Linked DNA regions of Triticum aestivum: region 1 is linked to region 2. The links are chromatin contacts, called in public Hi-C maps. All regions are on one chromosome and are shown on one strand. Each heading gives the region's core, a stretch centred on a gene start, on an enhancer-like site or on the middle of the called end of the contact. The rest is flanking DNA. Distances are from core to core; before and after follow the strand shown.

Region 1 (4,837 bases), core at 840-3,339, 660 kb before region 2:
TTGGGCCAAATGTGGTGTCGCAATCAGATCCTGTCGCTATCGTTGCGATGTTTCCTTCTAAGGGCATGTACAATGGTGTTATCTTAAGAGTGCCACGTAGGATAAATGATGATGTGGAGAAGAGAGAACTCATAAGAAAAGGCTTGTCTTCTCTTATTTAAGAGAAGACAAGAGATGATCTCTTAGCACAATATGTCTCACCACATTTTTAGGAATGACTAGTTATTGAAGATAAGGCTAAGAGATGACCCATTGTAGACTTTTTTTTTGTCATATCTAAATTACATGCAAGACTTAAGATAAGACTACCTTATCAACCATTGTGCATGCCCTAATAGAGCGGCACCACGCGCTTAGCTGCGTTGGTTCGGGAGTCTGTAGATCGCTGCCGCTTTTCTCGTGGTTTCTGGAGATCTTGCCGTTTACGCGCACAGCCTATAAATAGGTGCCTTGCTTTTCTGTAATGTTGCCTGGGGTTTTCGTTGGTGGCTCTTACGTGCATATTACTTCGATGGTTGTTCTTTCGTCCGTGGTGCTCCTACGCGGCGCCTGCTGCCACGGGGTTGACTCTGGCAGCGGCATTGGCCCTCGCGATGGCACCCTCACCCTCTCAAATGGCAGCGACGAGGCCGTCCTATGGCTCGGAGGACCTATCTGCATGGGCCCGCCGGCAGCGGCCAGAGCAGCAAAATTGCCGTGGCAGGCGTGGTGGTTGGCCTCGGGCCCTTATCGAGTCCTTGGTCTGGTCTTTGCCAGCGCCGCTGGGCTCGAGCGCGGAGGAGGAGGCTCGGGGTGAGCGGCGACTTCGCGTCCGGGGCGCCGTGCGGTACATAAAGGACCTCGGCATGGCACTGGAACCTGGAGGTAAGTCCGTAAGTGACGTCCAGGAGGAGGAGGCCGCTCTGCATCCAGGTTTGTACCGACAGTCCGGCAGATGTTCTCGGCCATGGAGGCGAACCGCGACGGCGCCGTGTATGTACCGATCATCGTCGTCGAACGCCTGAACGGTGTCCGCGAGTAAGGTAAGGCAGATAGCTGCCGACCCAGGTCGTAGTTAAGGGATCGAGGGCGACGTCCGCGGCGCATCTCGTGGCCTCCATCGAGCGGAGCTATCCACGGCGGCTATCTCCGCGTAACCCGACACGGCGCGCCACTTCCCGGCGCCTTAGCATTCATCTCGCGTGCTATATATAGAAGGGTGCTGGACGAGTGATCCATTCACAACGCTATGCTTCAAAACTTTGTGCAGTTCTAATTTGTGTACTAGCTGAGTGGAGGATAAAGGCAAGGCAGCTCTCCTCGGTTCTTCAGAGTAAAGGAATACTGTCTGTATACTGTCATTTGCTGTTCTTGCTGCCAAGTTAGTGTGCATTTACGCCGTATTAGCTGCTGCATTTGCCTCCTCAGTGATGGTGATTACATCGTCGTCGTTGGTGGGCTAAGAGACACTGGATTAGGTAGGTTCCTAGATGTAGTATACTCTTTCAGGTAGCTTTTGTATAGTTGTTTTCGGTTTTCAGAAGTTTCAGACAAGACGTAGTATACTCTTTCAGGTAGCTTTTGTATAGTTGTTTTCGGTTTTCAGAAGTTTCAGACAAGACGTAGTATACTCTTTCAGGTAGCTTTTGTATAGTTGTTTCCGGTTTTCAGAAGTTTCAGACATTCTGCAGTCTAATTCTAAATTCTCAATTGCTAGCTGGGAATTTTTAGGATTTTCTGAGTTTTTTTTGAAGGAATATTGTAGCCAATGGGGTGATGACACATTAATTAGTGGGGATCTGGCCAGGTACACTTTAGGGTGGCGAGCAGTTCCTGATCAACCATGCATCCAATCTATCGGGCGGTGCTATTCTTTGACTGCACCAGGTGGAGCACCCAACATGTGCAGCAATGGGATGGGACTTTTTTGATGTGACCACGTGCATGCGCAGACTGGCTCTCTGCATGCAGCATGCAGTGGTTTTCAAATTCTCTTCATTCTTTATTCCTCTATCTTAAAAGATCATAACTCCACTGGTATCCTGAGTGCGACGGGTCGCCGTTTCGACCTTGTGCGGCCGCGCGCGGTGGCCTTCGCGTGGTCTAAGACGGCACGCCTGCAGCCAGTGGTGAATGCGCCTGCAGCCAGACGGCACGCCCGCTCACGGCTCTGCTGCTCTCCATCCCGTCGGTCTTCTTGCCGTAGGCGTCGGTAAATGTGTCGATGTTCTTGACCTAGAGCTCTGTGGCGCCTTGAACCCATCCAACTTGCCAGCTGTTCGAACTTGCGCCCGTTGAATCGACCTCATGCCCGCCAGGCCGCCCGAGGACATGGACGGTGGGGTTGCATCTGCGAGGTGCAGCTCCATGGAGAAAAGGGCGTAACAACGCTGCACAATTATTTTACTTCCAAATCAAAGAAACTCTTAACCGCACACCTGCAGTACCCAGACACAAATTGTTCAAATTAAAGCGACATAACAATGTGCATGAACTGCATGCAAAAATATGGCAGTAGCGATTTACAAAGCAACTAGGCTCCTTCTAATCAAAAAGCTACCCGTCGACTACACGCAGTGATGGCATGTAGTTTTCGAAAGAGCATGGTTACACGCATGGAGTTTCAAGATACAATCGCGTCGGAAAAAAAAATACCAACCCTGTATCCAATTGATAAACCTTTTTTATCTACCTAAATGCAGTCATAATAAAAAACACTTTCCTTATTTAGCACGTAAGAAAAAATCATTAATGTACTTTTAAAAAAATTCCTTTCATACAAACTGACCATCGCCTAGACCGTAGATTTTAGAGAATGCTAACTATGTGTCACACGGTCAACTAGGCAACCAATATGTATACTTTTCGAACCACTTTGCAAGCCTAGGATGATACAAGCGTGACAGCAGCAGCAACAGAGAGCAGAAGCGGCCCGGAAGCAGCGGCGGGCAGTAGCAGCAACACGCCGCCTCGAGCTCGAGCCAGTTAAGCCCACCGCGCGCCGTGTTGGCGGAAGCGGTGCCGTCCCTCGGTGCCAAGGAGACCGCCGCGGCGACTGACGAGGCCTTCCGGAGGCACACCTCACCAGGGTTGCGGAGGGTAAGCGGAGGGGTGGGGGGCGTGGCCGTCGTGTGGTTCTGGAGCGACATCCGGGTGCTCCGGTGACTAGCTCGCCGGCGGGGACTTGATTGCTTTTTATTTTTTTAAGGGACCCGATCGCTTTTAAATAAAATTGTAGGGACCCAATTGCATTTCAAAAAATAACCTGTCAACGGTCAATCTGACGAGTGGACCCCAGCTGTCATAGAACGGTTTAAAGTTTAATCACACAACAATTTGGGTTTTTTGGAACAGCCAACCAAATTTGTGGTAGTTTTTTGAAGAATTAAAAAACAGTAGTTTTTTAGCGATAGTGTGTAATGTGGTAGTTTTTTGCTATATACTCTCACACTACCATGTACTGATCAACATGTCGCTCAAGCAGGCCGTACACAGATAATGCGAGCCAGTGGCATGCCCAAAATAAGATAGCGGTGACTCATCCACCCTTTCATCAACTATATATCCACCTAGAAGTCTACAAGGAGAAGCACACGAACAAGCGTCCAGCCTTAAGCGCATAGGCAATCCAAAGAGCATGAACAATTCACGCCCCACAAAAAGCTTTCCAAAAGGGAAACAACTTAGAAATAAAAGAAAGATCCCCGACTTTGGCACATCTGAAGACAATGCCCACTCTGCCAACGACAATGTGAACGACATGATGTGCACTAAGTCATATTCACCACTTTAAACTCCCACTTCCTTTTCATGCAAGGCAAGAACTAACTCGACACATTTGTGCACAAATGGGATGAGTTGGTAGTCTACATATCAAGACGCATACTTTTTAAAGTAGTCAGCCTGACTGCCAAGCTAGAAAAATACAACGCCACGGCCACTGGAGCCGGCCTGGAGTCATGATAGAAGCATGCATTCTCATTGGTCCTAATGACATTTACAATAGAGTAGGCTTAGTCATATGATGAAGTTGAAGAAAAGGCGGCTTAGTCATAAGATGAAGTTGAAGAAAAGGCTGCTCAAGTGGCCCTGGAGTACATTTGTGGTAACCACAATATCACCATCAACAACCATAACTAATATGCACTTCAAGTGGCAAAAGAGAAACTGCTTACAGCATAGGAGAAAGGACGAACAAAGCAATGGCAGTTCAGCATGAGCGCTAAGAAACAGAGCGAATTTGCAAGGCGAACAAGAATTCTATCAAAAAATGCAACAACTTCTTTGATGTGATACTGCCCACATTGTGAAGATCCTATACACAGGTGCCTAGCCGACTATAGGCCGGAGACAACATTTCGCAAAAGTTCTTTATCACTTCATCACGAGCACTGATCCCACAGGAGGCCAAGTTATATACATTTCTTTCATCTTACTGAAGTAGAGTCGTGCCACGACAAGAATAAATGATCCCTATTAGAGATGTATGAACATGTGTTTCCGTGTTTAGCAACATGCATGATGCCAATAAATTAGTTTATTTCCTACTTATTTTTCCCGCATCCACAATTTTATGTACAATAATCTGCTATATGAGATAGATAAGACTAATTGCAAATAGTAAACACAACTGATATGAACACATCGTATCGACGGGCGCGGCGTGCCGCCGCGCGAGCTATGCTAGTATATAATGATAGAACACTTGAAGACGCCCCAAGGATGGCTTGACTGGCATGATGTGGAGTTTGATAGGTACTCCCTCCGTTCCAAAATAGATGACCCAACTTTATACTATAGTATAAAGTTGGGTCATCTATTTTGGAACGGAGGGAGTACCTATTACGGCAGAAGGTCT
Region 2 (4,866 bases), core at 622-3,121:
TTCGGTTACCGGGAAAGATCAAGCATTTTGGTTGGAAAGTACTTAAGGGAGTACTACCATGCTATGGTGTACTCGCGGGCAGACACATACGCTTGATCCCGCAATGCCCGATATGCAAAATTGGTTTGGAGGACATTCAACATTGTTTGTTCACATGTGATAGAGCAACACAAGTGTGGTCATCACTAGGGTTAACCGAGGAGATATGCGGAGTAGTTGTGCAGGACCGGTCCGGGTCTATCACTCTGGACATTTGGTATTCCCACTACCGAGCTCATCCTGGTGGCCATGTAGTTTATATGGTGGCAAAGGAGGCAGGTTGCGAAGGGAGAGACTGTTCCAACTCCAGAGCAATCGACCATCTCAATTCAGGTACTTGCTACCAATTTTGTTCGCGCAAATACACCAAACCAGCCCATCCGCAAGAATGATCAAGTGTGGAAGAAGCCAAACAGGGGAGTTATAAAAGTGAACGTTGATGCATCATTCATGAGGAGAACCTTAGTGGAGCTTGTGGAGTTGTTGCCCGTGACGACCAGGGCAAATTTCTGGGAGCGGCAACACTAGCATTACCTCATGTCTCAAGCGCAGGACCAGCTGAGCTAATGGCCATCCGTTCTGGACTATACCTGGCAATGAATCTGGGATGCACAAATCTCATCATTGAGTCGGATTGTATGGACGCTTTGAAATCTATATCTGACCCGGATGCGTACATGGGAGTGGACGTTCCTTTGGTGGCAGAGTGCTCCCTCTTGGCAATGAAGTTTGCGAGCATTAGCTATGAGTTTTGTAGCAGAGAGACAAATATGCTAGCGGATGGATTAGCAAAGCATTGTTTTAGCAATAGTACTTCTGAAGTTTGAGAGACTTTCGTCCCTGACTTTATTCTTCACAACTATGTAAATGACCTTGCTATTACATGAGGAATAAAGTTACTACGATAAAAAAAAATGACGCAGAAGATGAGGAAATAATAATAAACAAAATTTAAGGAGAAAGAGCATACCACTATGCATAGCGAAGTTTCCATAGCTGGAGAGGAAAATCATCAAGTCAAGAGGATCAATAAAGCTACTGTGCGTGGGTAGTCGGTAGCCCATGAAAACTCGGACTGTTGATCCCTTGCCCATGACCTAAATAAACACGGAGGGAAGTGCCCTCGATCGATAAAGACGTGAGAGATGCAAGAAGACTGAGCACTGGACACACCGCCGCCGCCGATGGATGATGGATCCACCGGATCTTTTGCTAGCTTCTCAAGAGCTTGACCCACACGCACGTCTTTCTCATGTGACATGCATGCATGTCTCCATACTTAGCCGCCAAAACTGAACATGTCAAACATGCATGCATACTGCTCCGTGTTGAGCTGGGCTTGACATGGACGTGACGCTCATCCCTCGGGAAAATTGGCTCCACACGGCTGGATAGGCCGATCGCCCAAGATCTCGAAAATCTTCTCGGAACAGTGACCCGCAAGCGCGCGCGATCGTATCGTTTCAGCTTACACGCCGACGATCGGTCATGATCATGACCGCCGTGCTACGGTAAGTGAACCTTGCTTTGGCCTCTGAGTACGCGCATACAATGAATGATCTCTGGGTAAGTGAGACGATGATGATCGTATGTTTCCCAGGTGGCGGGAAGACGACGGCGACGATTATCACGACGGTGATGATGCGTGTGTAACGTTGCTAGTTAAGTCGTACTTACTCCATCCGTTCCGATTTACTCGTCGAAATTGAACGGAAGTATATATAAGAGGTGAGAGCCATTGCCTGTCGCTGTCTGTTGATCCAGTCTCCCGGGGAATGATATTGATGTATATCCATCCAGTTCAGTCAAATCAACAGCACAATATGCTGCTGCTACTGTAGTAGTGTACTTCTGGAGCTCTGAACCCACCCAACTTGGCTTGATAAAAAGCCCACCCTGCTGCCCAGTTGCAACTCGCCGCTCCATCCATCCTGCTGCACGTCTACCGCTCAGCTTAATTAGAGGAGGAGAAAGAGAGTTGCAGGTGTGTGCTGATCAGAACAGATCAGATCGGCAGGAGGCTCATAGTATCTCACCAACTGCAGCAACATTCAGAAGCAGCTAGCTCATCAGGTACATGTTACTTCTGTGTCCTACCAGAGTGTACCAAACTATACCTGTTTAGCTACACATATGAAGCATCTGCCTTTTCTGGTCCTTTTCGAAAAAAAGAATCTGCCTTTTCTGGTCTTTCTAATTCTTGGTTTGCTGCTCACATGTCAAATGGGATATGCTATTTTATCATCATATTCTCTTTGCAGCGAGTGAGCGAGTGTGTCTCGTACTGAGGAACAATGAACCAGTTCGTTCCTGCAGATTGGACCGGCAACATGGGAGACGCCCTGCCGCCATTAAGGTCCGTCCTCCTAACCGCCGGATTCATCTTCTCTTTTCTTGGATCGGCCGATGGAATCAATGACTGATTCTTCCATGTGGCGTGTTGCTGCAGCAGCGAAGACGACGGCCTCGTCGAGCTGCTGTGGTGCAGCGGCCACGTCGTCATGCAGAGCCAGGCGCCTCCAAGGCAGGCGGTGCCCGAGCAGGAGGCGGCGCCGTGGTTCCAGTACCCCTTCGTCGATGAAGACAACTGCTCGGTCGAGAGGGACCTCTTCTCGGAGATCTTCGGCAGAATGCCGGCGGATGGCGCAGGCAGGCCGTGCAAGGAGGATGATAAGCAGCGAAGCGCCGCGGACGCGGTCACCGCGCTCCGAAGCGGGGTGATGCCGCCGCCGCTTCTGGCGGGTAAAGCAGGGTTGCACGGCGGCGGCCCGCGCGGCTCGCCTGTCTCAGAGGCCGGCGAGTCCTCGGTGGTCACGATGGCATTCAGGAGGCCCTGCGGCGGGAGCAACCAGGCCCAGACGCCCCACGTCTCGGATACCGCCCGCGACGACACCGTGCTGCTGCCGCGGAGCGGCAGGGAGGCCAGGGACGCTAGGTCCTACCTCAGCGTGTCGGCGACGTTGACCTCGTCGTCGACGTGGTCGAGGCCTTCTGGCACCAGCAAGCGGAAGCTGAGCGAGGTCCCCAGTGAGGTTATGCAGGACGTGGAGTCGGACTCCGCCGACGTGACGTGCGAGACGGCGCGGAAGCCGACGACAGCCAAACGGCGGCGCGCCGCCCAAGTGCACAACCTCTCGGAGAGGGTACCTGACTAATACATTCGTCTTACTTCGAGTTTCCTGGACACTTGGGCCTCTTGGCCGCCATTGCTGACTGTGTTCTGCGTGATGGATGCAGAGGAGAAGGGACAGGATCAACGAGAAGATGAGGGCCCTGCAAGAACTCGTACCCCACTGCAACAAAGTATGTAATTCCAATCCCTCCGCAGCTTCGCTACTCGCTAGTCGTTACGAATACGATCTTAAATATAATTCTTGGCAATGGCGATCGGTCTGATCATCTCGTTCTTGGCATGAAATTCTTCCACCAGACGGACAAGGCGTCGATGCTGGACGAGGCGATCGAGTACCTCAAATCGCTGCAGCTGCAGCTGCAGCTGATGTGGGCTATGGGCGGCCGCATGGCGCTGGCGCCGGCGCCGGTGATGTTCCCGGCGGGCGCCCACCAGTACATGCAGCGGATGGCCGCCATTAGTTCCCGGATGCCGCCATTCACGACTGGCGTATAGAGTTCAAATGACCCAGAATTGAGTTGAGAGACTTTCTCGTGATCGCTTTACTTTGTTCAGATAAGTTTGGTGTACTGTATTTTATTTGAAAAAAATCGTATTTAGGAGCTTGACAAGTCAACCTACTCCTTTTATTTTGAAAAATGTAAGGCGTGCTTTGACTATTTAAACTCATGTTTTAAGCAACATGTGAATCATGTTATTATAACAAGAATCACTATCATCAGATTCACATTTGAAAGTAATTCTTGTGGTTATCACTGTAACTATTAATAAAAATATTGTGCATGGAATTTATGGTCAAAGCCCAAGTGGGCAACAAACATATGCCCTGCTTTTCCAAATTGATGGTATTATTTTCCTTTTATCGACGACATTATGCATATTTACACACTAATTTATAAAAGGGGTCCGTCTAAAACTCATCTCGGTGAGACTTTTTTTTTTGCAACAATGATCAGATCTAGATGAGACTTTGACATGTCACAGCTAAGTGATGTCATCTCTCTTGTGTGGTCTCATTTTCCATCTTATCAATTTTTACCTTATTTTTTGTTTCGTATACGTTTGTTTTTATTTGTTGTAGGTGTGTTGTTTTTGTCCCATGGATTGATGTAATCTTTTGTCTGTTCCATTGGGTTGTTGCGTTTTTATTACTAGTTGATGCCCCGCGCGTTGTTGCGGGATACTATAGTTCATTTGACGTGTGGAGTTTGGCCGAGTGTTGATTCACATTACGTGACTCATGGAAAAGGATGAAGCCCCAAGTAACATATTGTTTACTTCAATGCAAGATTATCAAAAAAAAAAAAATCTAACAAATTTCAATAGGGCATTCCATCATAAGATAGCTGCAGGCCTTCAGGTCAGGGGCACAATTTTTTATGATGGGAGATTATAATACTATTAACTTGTCCTGTACACTATGATTTCTCATATGCATTAGCGTTAACCCCCATCATTCAAGAAAACTGTGCAAAAACTACCCAATTGGACAATGCAAACGAACTGCCATATCCCTTGAAATGGGTAGAAGAAAAACACTGTAGCTTCGCAAAACTCAATGAAAATAAATGAACAAAATCTGAAAGATGCAAAATACATGCAAGAAAAATTGCATGTAGTTCTTTATCATATAAAGTAAGATCTGAAAGGAAGTGAAGCCTCTACTTCAAATGTTAACAAATGACTATAAATAA

The links. A called contact is a pair of places that touch in the nucleus more often than the background predicts.
Region 1: a Hi-C map of leaf shows a contact between it and region 2, with 8 times the contacts expected there. The contact joins the enhancer-like site here to the promoter of LOC123110413 in region 2. A contact is called at or near these places in 2 of 5 Hi-C or Micro-C datasets (both in leaf).

What each region holds. Positions count from the first base shown.
Region 1 is chr5B:61,640,918-61,645,754 of IWGSC CS RefSeq v2.1, reverse strand. No RefSeq gene overlaps it. Among protein-coding and RNA genes, the nearest start is that of LOC123115675, 230 kb to the left of the region's middle. Within about 2 kb of position 2,089, at least 1 of the 8 cell types and tissues checked has an H3K27ac peak or open chromatin away from gene starts, as enhancers often do. A contact at or near this core is called in leaf, where this site is marked.
Region 2 is chr5B:60,981,648-60,986,513 of IWGSC CS RefSeq v2.1, reverse strand. LOC123110413 (transcription factor PHYTOCHROME INTERACTING FACTOR-LIKE 13) reads left to right here and starts at 1,871. Exons shown (of 5, transcript XM_044530915.1): 1 at 1,871-2,112; 2 at 2,301-2,395; 3 at 2,492-3,182; 4 at 3,277-3,342; 5 at 3,470-3,960. The coding sequence starts at 2,334. The coding sequence ends at 3,667.